Regions from separate parts of the Mus musculus genome. Here regions 2 and 3 are each linked to region 1. A link is a contact called in public Micro-C and promoter capture Hi-C data. All regions are on one chromosome and are shown on one strand. The core of a region is the stretch at or near the end of the contact, and the rest is flanking DNA. Distances in the headings are between cores, read along the strand shown. Region 1 holds the start of Tedc1 (tubulin epsilon and delta complex 1). Region 2 holds the start of Sp4 (trans-acting transcription factor 4). Region 3 holds the start of Papola (poly (A) polymerase alpha).

The links. Promoter capture Hi-C pulls out the DNA fragments that hold promoters and counts their contacts. A called contact is a pair of places that touch in the nucleus more often than the background predicts.
Region 2: a contact with region 1 is called in a Micro-C map of embryonic stem cells, with 10 times the contacts expected there. The contact joins the promoter of Sp4 here to the promoter of Tedc1 in region 1.
Region 3: a promoter capture Hi-C map of cranial neural crest shows a contact between it and region 1. The contact joins the promoter of Papola here to the promoter of Tedc1 in region 1. A contact is called at or near these places in 1 of 39 promoter capture datasets (cranial neural crest) and 1 of 484 Hi-C or Micro-C datasets (muscle stem cells).

What each region holds. Positions count from the first base shown.
Region 1 is chr12:113,154,748-113,158,221 of GRCm38.p6, reverse strand. It overlaps Tedc1 (tubulin epsilon and delta complex 1), which reads right to left and starts at 1,801. Exons shown (of 8, transcript NM_134041.3): 1 at 1,651-1,801; 2 at 1,469-1,547; 3 at 859-1,061; 4 at 495-644; 5 at 55-153. The coding sequence starts at 1,785.
Region 2 is chr12:118,299,846-118,303,627 of GRCm38.p6, reverse strand. It overlaps Sp4 (trans-acting transcription factor 4), which reads left to right and starts at 2,188. Exons shown (of 6, transcript NM_009239.4): 1 at 2,188-2,401; 2 at 2,820-2,929; 3 at 3,436-3,782. The coding sequence starts at 2,395.
Region 3 is chr12:105,783,445-105,787,024 of GRCm38.p6, reverse strand. It overlaps Papola (poly (A) polymerase alpha), which reads right to left and starts at 2,328. Exons shown (of 22, transcript NM_011112.4): 1 at 2,111-2,328. The coding sequence starts at 2,118.

The DNA.
Region 1 (3,474 bases), core at 552-3,051:
ACCAAACACCCTGCCATGAGGCAGCGCCCACTGCAGCACCCTGCCAATCCTCACCTGCTGACCGCTCTCTGGATCTCTAAGCATCTCTGTTTCGGCAACAGAAAGATGGCCAAGGCTCTGTTGGCTGTGGCATCCCTGCGTGTACAGGTGGATCTGTAATAGGTAAAATAGCCAGGCTGGGGAGTAGCTCCCAGCAAGATCTTTCAGCCGAATATGGGCACCTTTAGAGACCACTTATAACCAGAAAGGACAGAGCTGGGCTCAGGATACCCCAGTAATACTGGGGGCAGAGGCTGCAGAAGGGCACCAGACAACTTCACCGAGGGCTTCCACACCTTGCTCACCAGGACACAGGTAAAGCACGGTCCGTCCCTGCTTGTAAAGGTCAGAGTTGGGATAAGCCCAGCAGTCCAGTGGTCCAATAGTGGTGACAGAGATGGACCCCAGGGAAAGGCAGCCTGGGCACAGGGTGAAGAGCCATGTGCCTGTATTACCTTGCTGAGGAGGATACACTGCTCCTGCTGACTAGAGATCAGGCATCGCCACCTAAACCGCAGCCTTCCCATCAGCCATTCCACTAGTCGGAGATCCACGGGGCTCTTTGGTTCCACAAAGGGTGCAGGAGGACCAGGACTGGTTGGGGCCTCACAGTAGAGAGGGAACAAGAGTCAGCCCTGCTATACATCCCATATCTCGAGGAAGGACCAGGACAGGGAAGCTGTACTACTGACGTACATCCTCAGCTTCAAAGCTGGATGAGAACCACACCAAGGGCAAATACCACATGAGCTGGAAGCCCGGAGAAATCCACGGGTTCTGGGCAAAGCAGGGCTCTGACACCCTCAATTACATACTCACCTCCCACTGGGGCAACTGGTCACCCAGCTGCACACGGGTCTGGGCAAGCAGCTGCTCAAGCAAGGGTCCTCGGGCGAGGAGCCAAGACAGGGCCAACAGCAGTTCCCGGCTTCCCTGAGAACTGCCGTCTGGAAATTGTAGCAGCACAGACCTGGGGTAGCCTTGGGAGCCCAGTGCTGATTTCACCACACAGGCTTGGGCCTCTGGAGTGGGAAATGATCAGATCAGGGGGTGCTAACCTGGAGATTTCACCTGGATCCCTCTGGGGACCTGAGAGCACCCCCTAAGCTTAGAACCTGCTAAGCGTGGACTAAGGAGGCGAGATCTGAGAGTCTATGAGGAGGCAAAGTGATAACCAACGGGCAGGATTTCTGTGAGTGGTTGGCCAGTCTCAGCGTTTCACTGGAGTGATAAAGCCACTACTACCCAGGTAAGCGTGGTAAAGGCTAGTGGGAACTTATACTAATGGAAGTGGGCGCAACAGCGAGAGGAGCAGGTGCCTGCAGGAAGGGAGGAAACAACAGAGGAGCTTTGATGGGGCGGGACTTGGTGGGTTAAGACAAAACTACAATAGCCTTGGGGAGCGGCTTTCTGAGAGGGCGGGGCTTACCTGGGGCAAGGTCGGTCCAGGTATTGTTTGCAGCAAGCGGTGAGAGCACGCGCAAGAGAAGCTGCCAGAGCACTGGAGCCTGAAGCAAACGAGGAGTTTGTAGTCAGCGGGTATCAGGTGTCACCTACATCAGCCCAGGCAACGCCTGCCCCGACCCCGACCGCCTACTCGAATAGCCTCACCGCCTCAGGTCGATCGAACTTGGCGCGGCGGAAGATTTCTGGGCTGGGCCCAGCAGGCAGGCACCGACTCAGCGCGGCGACAGCCTCAGGCAGGGCCCGGGCAGCCCCTTCCACCCGGCTCCGCCGCCGCCGCATACAGCCAGCACTAGACAGCCTCGGATTGCCCGCTCGGGACCCCGACCAATCACAGTTCCGGATGAGGCCCGCCTTCTCCCCTCAGGCCCAATGAACGATGACTCTGGCGTTTGAGTGCCTACCAGTCTATCCCGTAGGCAGGCACTTCCGGGGTCGGGGGCGGGGATTGGAGGTGCCAACTCCGTTGGAACTCACCAATCAGCACCTCGACTTATCAACCGCCTTAGCAACCCCGGGCTAGGGAAGCGCGAGGCTGGAGGGCGCGCATGCGCCCGAGGTGTTCCCTGGAGGAGCGGAGGAAGGAGCAATGTGGCTCCACCCAGCCACGAAGGGAGTGTCTCTGCGAAGCCGCCCTGGAAGGAACCCGCCGCCAGGGGTCGCCAGGCCTCCGCGAGAAGCAGCTGAGCCCTGCGAAGTGGGTGGGGAGTTCCGGGGGCCACGTCGCCAGAAGTCTCTTCGGAAAGCCATCCTCCCTCTCATGTACAGCCAGCCCCAGACTTCCTTGTCCCCATATTCATTCTTCCTCCAGCCACTAGAAGAGCAGTTTTTAAGGAAAATTCTCCACTTCATAAAAGGGTGCGGCCCTCTCTTTTAAGGTTGAACTTAGTTTTGCACTCAGCCCTTCAGGAGCAATCTTGGTAAGCTTTGAGAATCCCGCAAGGATTCACAGTAGCTACATGACAATGGCAGAATGAACCCAGAGTGCAACCTGATGCACGGGGAAAGACATGCAGTCGGCAACTATCCTCCGCAACCGGCATGAGCCTACTACGTGGCTACAACCTAGGTGAAGCCAGAGCAGCCTCTGTGGGAAGCCGGATGCGAAAGATCACATTATGTGCGCCAGTGCGTGTGGAGGAGGGCCGGACAAAGGCCGGACGCTGCCAACGGTGATCCAGAGACAAGCCTGTAGGCGACGAGTGGCAGGAAGAATTGCTGGGGCGAGACCTGAACGCTCGAGCGGACACAAACTAAGCTTTGTGCCCTCGATGTCGCCACCAAAAATAGTTGGAGCAGCGGACAGACAGTACTGCGTGTACTCTGCATCTCAAAGCTAGGAAAGAAGAGGCAGGTGGAGAGGGAGAGGGTGCGGTGCGGAAAAGGAAAGTGAGGTGAGAGGGAGGGGCAGAGCTGTCCCTTGGCACCTGCCAGTTTAACGGCGGTCTACAGGATGGCCACGCCCTCCGGAAGTGCGGAGACTGCGGGCTCACCTTTACCTTGACCCTCCCTGTGTTTTGCTGCAGACCTTCCTCTGCTCATCTGGATACCTTCAGCTATTCTGCCTCAGGGTCTCCTCCTTCCTGGCCCCTTGCCACACAGCAAATGGCCTCGCCCAGCTAGTTTCTACCTGCTCTTCCTGCCCTCGCTTCAGAGCCATGCTATACTGCACACCTTAAACACGAAGCGCCCTGAAAAGCACAAAGACTTGAGTTCTTGTCTACTGTGCCAAGGAACTCCTGATACACCCTTATGGAACTCTCTGCCGCTTAGGCTTCTTTGCAATACTATACACTTCCCTCACCTGACCTGCTCATTCCTACAGGCCTCTCAGGTTGCTGGAGGCCCAAGTCTACTCCAGTTGAGAGACGTGGATCTGGGCTCGAGGGGCTGGAAGTATGAGGAAGACAGGGGCCTTAAGGGTGGAAGACAACAGGGGAAAGTGAGTTTCTGCCCTTCACCCATACATCT
Region 2 (3,782 bases), core at 939-3,438, 5.1 Mb before region 1:
GGTCATTGTACTTCACATGGGGGGGCAGCAAAATAAAGGATAGAAGTTCTAAGATTGCTAAGTTTTATTCATGAGTGACCTCATCTAACCACAATGCACCAAAGACTCTTGACTCCAAAAATCAAGGGACAGAGTCCCAGTATCAGAGTTTAGGTCTTGGGGATGCAAACATTCAGCTAGAAACTTGCAGCTCTTGGTCCTCAGAAAAGTTAGGGTTGTCCCTGTTTCCTGGATACCAGTACTTACCAACAGGGAGCAGAACCTTTAGGACATTTTGTAAATCTAAATACGCTGCGATTACTTCTCTAAGGCAAGTTGTCTAAAGAGAACCACAAGGAACTCTCCAATTCATGCCTGGTCTTCAGTCACTATGGCGAACTGGATCGGGGCGGTGCTTGAGGTGAGACTGTGTATCTATAATATAGCAAGCACTTCTGAGCTTTCTAAGATCTAGTGAATTGGGATGTGTATGGGAGGAGATTACTATAGTATCTTCAGCTCATAAAATGGAGTAGGCAACATTGTAATTTACTCCAGCTTCTTTACTTTACTGCTACAGCTTTGTCATCACCCTAAATACTTGAGCAAGGAAACACTAGTAAAGTACAGAACCAGACTCCTCACTCACTCTTACAATATGTCAGACCTCAGGCACCAGACAAAAACACCCAAAGCTGAATGTGGGGTCCACGTCAATAAATGTGGAACGCTTTAAGCCTAGTGTGTAATGGTGTCCTGTCCCAAGGTTCTTTTTAGGGACTTATTTCCAGCTTTGGTACACTTCATCAGTCGCTCATATGGTCGGTCCCTGGTATCTTGATTTCATGTCTTTGGAGAGAAGCTAGGGGCCGGTTCAGGAGCATTTGACAAAGTGCTTTGCGCAGCTAGCTGTGAATTCCACTTGCCTAGAAGCTTACGCTAAAACCATGACCAGAGCTGACCCACATGCAGCCAGGCTTTCCTTTGCCCGGACAACCTTGTGAGACCTCTAGGAGCGAGAAGCGCGCCAAGAACGCAGACTCTAAGGCGCACTCGTGGCCACCCTAGAAGACAAGTCACTAATCTGCACCAGCAGCCAGCCAGAGATACGACAAATAAAATGGAAGCTCCTGCTCGGTGGGAACACAGGCCTCGCGCTGAGACCGGAGGCCCCGGCAAGCTAGGTGAGCAAAGAAAGCAGGGCGAAGGGGATGTACCCCAAGTCAGCTTCATTCAAACCCCGAGGACACCAGACCCCGCCTCCCAACACCTCGGTCCGCTCAATCGCCGCGCGCTCCGGGTGTGAGCTCGCCCCGCGGGGAGCGGCTTTCAGCTGAGGGGGCGGTGGCAGAGGCGGTTCGGGCAGCCCCACTCGGCCGATAGGCCCAGGCAAACAACACCCATTTCTCCCTCCCCCCCGCGCGGGGTTCAACTCCCACTCGGCCCCGGCCACGCCCTGCTGCCACCGCCCCCTCGGGCAGCTCTAGGCTCCGCAGCCAGGCCGCGTTCGGGGGCGGGAGGAAGGCGGTGCCTCAATCGGAATAGCCGTCAAAAACTACGAGGCCCGAAAGCCTTTGCGGGAGAGGCCCGCCCGCCTCCTCCCACGACTCACTGTGCGTCAGCGGCCTCATCCAATGAGAGCCGAGCCAGGGAAAAAGGGCGCCCGGGTCCGGATGCGCCTTAGGAAAAGCCATGCTCACGCCGAGGGGGCAGCTGGCAGTCCACTCAGACCACGGGATCGCAGGGAGCTCACGCTTCCCCGCGCTCGCCCCGCTCCTCTCCCTTAAGCCTAGCTCCATGTCTTCCTTCCGCGGCCCCTCGCAGGATGCTGCGGCGCGCTTTTGAGTGGAGGGCGCCGGGAACTGAGTAGGGGGCGGGATATCCTGAGACAACAAGTTTGGCTGTATGGAGGGCCTGCCGGCAGCAAACCGCAGCTAGCTCACCGAGAGGGCACGCTCCGCGGGCCGGGAAGGCAGAAGCCGAACAGCAGCGAGCACCAGCCGGGCAAAGGGGAGGAGAAAGGGCGGCCCCAGCGCCCCGGCCCCGGCAGGTCGGCGGCCAATCCGCTGGGGGAAGGGGTGGAGAGTCGGCGGCGCCGGCGGAGGCAGGCCGAGGGGGGTGGGGAGTCGCCGCGCTCGCGCCGCCCTGGCTCCGCCCCCCGGCCCGCGCCGCCGCCCTCGCCGCGCGCCGCCGCTGTCAATCAAGGGCGAGTCAGCCGGGCTCGGGCGGAGAGAGGAGCTGCTACGCCACAGCCCAGCGGCGGCCATTCGCGGAAAAAGAGGCAGAGCCTGTGCCAGCTACAGCCTCCTCCGAGCCACCGCGGGCGGGCGGGACCGGCCTCTCCTCCCGCCTCGCCCCCACCCCCACCCACCTCTATCCCAGTGTCTCTGAGAGGGTTTGTCCTGTTAATGCGGGATGAGCGGTACGTATTCTCCACCCCCCTCGGTCTCCTTCACCGCCTCCCTTCGTCCCTCCCTCCCCAGACCCTGCTCGCTTCCCCCTCCCCCGGGGCCGCCGAGATGCTGGAAGGGGAGGAGGAGAGGGCGGGAGGGAACCAGGGGGAGGGAAGGAGGGCTGTGTTTTGTCTTAATGTCTGAGCTAGAACAACCTCCTTCTGGGTGTTGCTCTGGAGCCTATGGGTCGGGTTTCAAACCACGTTTCGTGAGAGCCCCCTCCTCCCTACCCTCCTTCTCCCCCACCCCCTGCCGGTGTGCACGGATCGCGGGTTTACGGAGATTAATGTTCAAGAGGAGGGAGGGGGAAGAAGGGAGGAGAACGAATAATAATAATCCTAATAACCTGTTGTCGTGTGTGTTGGTGGTGGTGGGGGGTTGTTGCAGATCAGAAGAAGGAGGAGGAGGAGGAGGCGGCAGCGGCGATGGCTACAGAAGGAGGGAAAACCTCTGAGCCAGAGAATAACAATAAAAAACCCAAAACCTCAGGCTCCCAGGTAAAAGCAAACGTTAAAAGAAAATTCAACACAAAGCTTTAGGGAAGAGAGGGAGTTATGCTCTTTAAGTACCCAGAAGTAAAGAACAGAATAAAAATGTTTATCCATTCAAAGCATCTTTCTGAGTGAGGAACTTAAATCGTAAATTCTTGAAGATTTCCCATCGTTGAGGCTATAACGATGTTTATATTACACCAGGAATTCAGACTGTTAGAAGAAGGTGTCTATTTTCCCAAGGGCATTTTGAGTTTAGAAGAATAACACTTTAAGAAAGTTTACCAGAAAATTCCTTTTTATTTAAACTTTATGTAATAGGACTTGCCTTTTTATTCATATAGCTTCTATCACCTGCTTTTGTTCATATTTCCTTTTTAATTCTGCTGCCTATTGAGTGTGTTCTGATACTTAGAGCTCTCAAAATAAATAACCCCCTCCCGACTGCTGTCTTCCACTAAATCCGCCCACTTTTTTCCCCTCCCTCTCCTTTCCCCTCCCATTTTGGGTAGGACTCTCAGCCCTCTCCTCTGGCTTTACTGGCAGCTACTTGCAGCAAAATAGGGACTCCTGGTGAAAATCAAGCAACTGGACAACAGCAGATTATTATAGATCCAAGCCAAGGATTGGTGCAACTTCAGAATCAGCCACAGCAGCTAGAACTGGTGACGACGCAGCTTGCTGGAAACGCTTGGCAACTTGTTGCCTCCACTCCTCCTGCTTCAAAAGAAAATAACGTTTCTCAGCCAGCTTCTAGTTCATCTAGTTCTTCCAGCAGTAATAACGGGAGTTCCTCTCCTACAAAAACTAAATCAGGTAATCCTTCCACCCCTAATCAATTTCAAGTCATACAAGTACA
Region 3 (3,580 bases), core at 1,079-3,578, 7.4 Mb after region 1:
TTGCTAAGTCACTGGTACTGGTACAAAGAAAGATGTGGACACTAGCATATGGCACAGAGAATAAAATGTCTATAATGATATATACTTTGTGTTAATGCAGTGGTTCTTAAACCACGAACAAAGTCCCTCAGAGTACATCTGGAAAAGTCTGGGGACATCTGTGCGTTTGCCACTGTGAGAAGTTCCTGGGGTAAAGCCGTTGGCAACCACTAAGCAGGTCAGAGGTACTGTTACACACCCAACAAGACGTGGGAAGGGCCCTCCAGAAATTACCAGGGTTACAGCACTGAGGTGAGAAACTCTGTTAATGGAGAATGCAGAAATTTCAAGTATTTTAAAAAGCTTTAGCTTCCTCCATAACTTTTCTAAGTTTCACCACTATGGCAATCAAAAGGTACCAGCATTTTCCAAATTATGTATGTAATTATACACAAACCATATACCTTTGAGAATGTTTTGTAACGACTCAGTCCATTCTGACCATTCACCTGAACTGTCTATGCTTCAATCCCAACTTACATTGTCTAAATTTAACAGGCACACCAAAACCCACACTGGATACCAAACACAAACTATCCAGGAAATCTCAATTCAAAAGATCAAAAGTAAAAATCATGGCAAGTGATGCTGGCACACAGAAGAACAAGGCGTCCCATGGAGAGGTGAGCTCAGGGACAGAGCCCTCAAGAAACAAAGTAATGAGGAGGAAGGCAGGCCTGTCCTCCTCAGCCAGGCAGTCTTGGGTTTCCCTGGATTAAAAGTCCCAGTACACTCTGGATGGAGATAGAACAGCTTGTAAGAAACTGGCTATAGAGTTCAAATCCCATGAAACACACAAAAAAAAGGGGTCATGTGCATGTCCATCTGTCTTGGCTCCATTTTTTTAAACCTAAAGGAAATAGACTGAAGAACTTCAAGCATAGACCTGGACATGTGCGGTGCTCATGCAGCCTCCTTGTACCGTTCCACTTTCAGAAGTGCACTGAAATAAAAACTGCAGGAAACCTGTACTCTCCCTCCTACCTTCACTCCCAGACACAAGATAACATTTCTAATCCGAAGCCTTCCCTTTAGAGTGTGCAACCATATCTTTTTTTAAGCACTGATGTATCAGAAAAAAGTCTGGATGAGCTAATACAAGGTCATCATGTGACAACACCTCACTCACTCACATCTACTTGAACCCCACTGAAAAACACCAAACATCTTTATAGATTCTATTCTCGTGCTCCTTTACCCTTGTTCCATGAATAAGGAGTCAAAGGGAACTTTGTGGTTAATTAAGCCCAACAAATGTTATCACTACAGAAATACAGCTGACAGGTCTCTGGACTAAACATCAGGGTCGAGTAAAGCTAGCAAGCTAGTGTGTGAGAAAGAAAAGCGCATGAAATCCATTTTTAAATTAGTAAGTACAACCCTAGATCTGTCACATTGAGGCTACGTCCAAAACTGCCTCTCTTGTTTGGAAGAAAAGCAGTCGCACGACCTAAAGCCTTTTCGCCAAGATAGGTTAGTTGGAACATAAAACCCTCATCTACTTTCGAATCCCAACAACCGGTTTCCAAATATCTTTCTTAGGAGAAAAGGGGGGAGGGGGGAAATTAAGTAAAGAAAAATCACGGTCAAGTGTGTAAAGTAGACCTAGCGACATTAGAAGGCCTAAGTGAATTAGCTCAAAGCGTACACTCGCAATCACAACACAAGTGACCCAAGGGCGGGAGCGATCAGGTAGCGCGCCGAAGCCAGGTTGCCTAGTCACAACAAAGCAGGGACGGCGCCGCCCCGCAGCCCGCCGTTCCGGAAGCTGCCCCCGGGCCGCCAGCGCGGCCTGCTCCCTCCCGGCCCCGGTTCCTCACCCGCTCCGAGGGAAGCGGAAGTGGGGAACTAGGGGGCTGGACGGCGCCATGGTGAAACCGGGACAGGAAGGAACCCGGGAGCCGCGGCCCGCCAGTCCGCGCCGGGCGCCGTTCCGCTTGGGGATCCTGCGGGGGCCCCGCGCCCGAGGGGCCGGAAGCCGCGGCCCGGGGCGCCCGTGCGCCTCCCCTCCCCCTCCGCCACCCCCGGGGCCCGGCCGGCGTGCGCCTCACTCAGCACGCCAATCACTTACAACGGCATCGTCTCCGGCGCCGGCACCGCCCAGTCACTTCCCCCCCGCGACCGCTGCCGTCCTGGGCATGATCCACCGAGGCGGGAAGGACGGCAGCCTACCTCAGCCCCGGGGCCAACCCAGTCCTGCACCCGTGCCCCGCCGCTTTAAGCGCTTCTCCTCCTTCCCCTTCGTCCTAACATGGCGCCCGAGCGCTACCACAGCAACGTTCTAGAACCGCTGACGCCGCCACGCACACCGAGCGCGCGCCTGCGCGCGCGCTGCGCGACGCCGCAAGACCTGACGGGAAATGTAGTTCTCGGCGTGAAGCGGCGCTTCTCCCCCTCCCCCCCCCCCCCCCCCCCCCCGGTGATCTCACGCTTTCGTGGTAGAGCGTGGGATGGGTGCGGGAGGCTCCGAGCGAGAGGCTGTAGTTCATTCGCTTGGCGACGCCGTCCTGGCGAATGAGAGTGACGCAGCCGTGGCAGCGATGAGAAGGGGGCGCGGCCCAAGCGGGCGCCACGTGCGGGGCAGCCCAAGCGCGGGGGATGCCTGGAACCGAGAGCTGTTCGGTGCCAGTTGCACCTCCGCTGCGTGGGAGAACTGCTTTTTAAACATCGATGTGAGTGAGGACTTAAATGTGTTAGAGCCCAGTACAGAGCCTGTCCCAGAAGTGTGGCCGTGGATCCCCTCCCCTGACGATGACCCTCTGCATCTGTGTTGCCCAGACCTGTGCTTCTCATGCCAAATGTGCAGGGCAGGGGATTCCGGACCAAGGCAATAATTTAATAAAATTGACAGTAACCTTTGGGGTTTTGGCGGGTTTTTTGTTGTTGTTGTTGTTGTTGTTCTTGTTTGTTTTATAAGACAGGCTCCCATGAAGCTACTAGCCCTTAGTTTCTGATCCTCCTGCCTCCACCTCCTGAGTGTTGACATTACAGGTGTGAAACACCACTACCAATTTTATGTGATAGATTGGAATATACTTCTGGGTGTGACTATGACCTTGTCTCTGTGCTGAAGAGTTAATGCAGTTGGGCAGGTGAAGTTCGGGTTACTGGACCATACTCAGAAAAAGGAGCCATTCCTAGTATGCTGGGTTCATCTTAAGATAATGTATTTTTCCTTCCTAAAATTTCCAGCCCCTGGCACACTTCTTACGGGGTTTGGCTGGGTACACTCACCATTCTGTTCTGAGTAATCATTAGAAAGGCCCAACTATTCCTTTTCCTTCTCATAGCTTCTTGAAAGAAGCTTTTGGCCGGGCGTGGTGGCGCACGCCTTTAATCCCAGCACTCGGGAGGCAGAGGCAGGCGGATTTCTGAGTTCGAGGCCAGCCTGGTCTACAAAGTGAGTGCCAGGACAGCCAGGGCTACACAGAGAAACCCTGTCTCGAAAAACCAAAAAAAAAAAAAAAAAAAAAAAGAAAGAAGCTTTTGGAGGTCCCCTGCACTTAGGGCTTCCTTTCACTCCTAAAGCTCCCTCCCCATC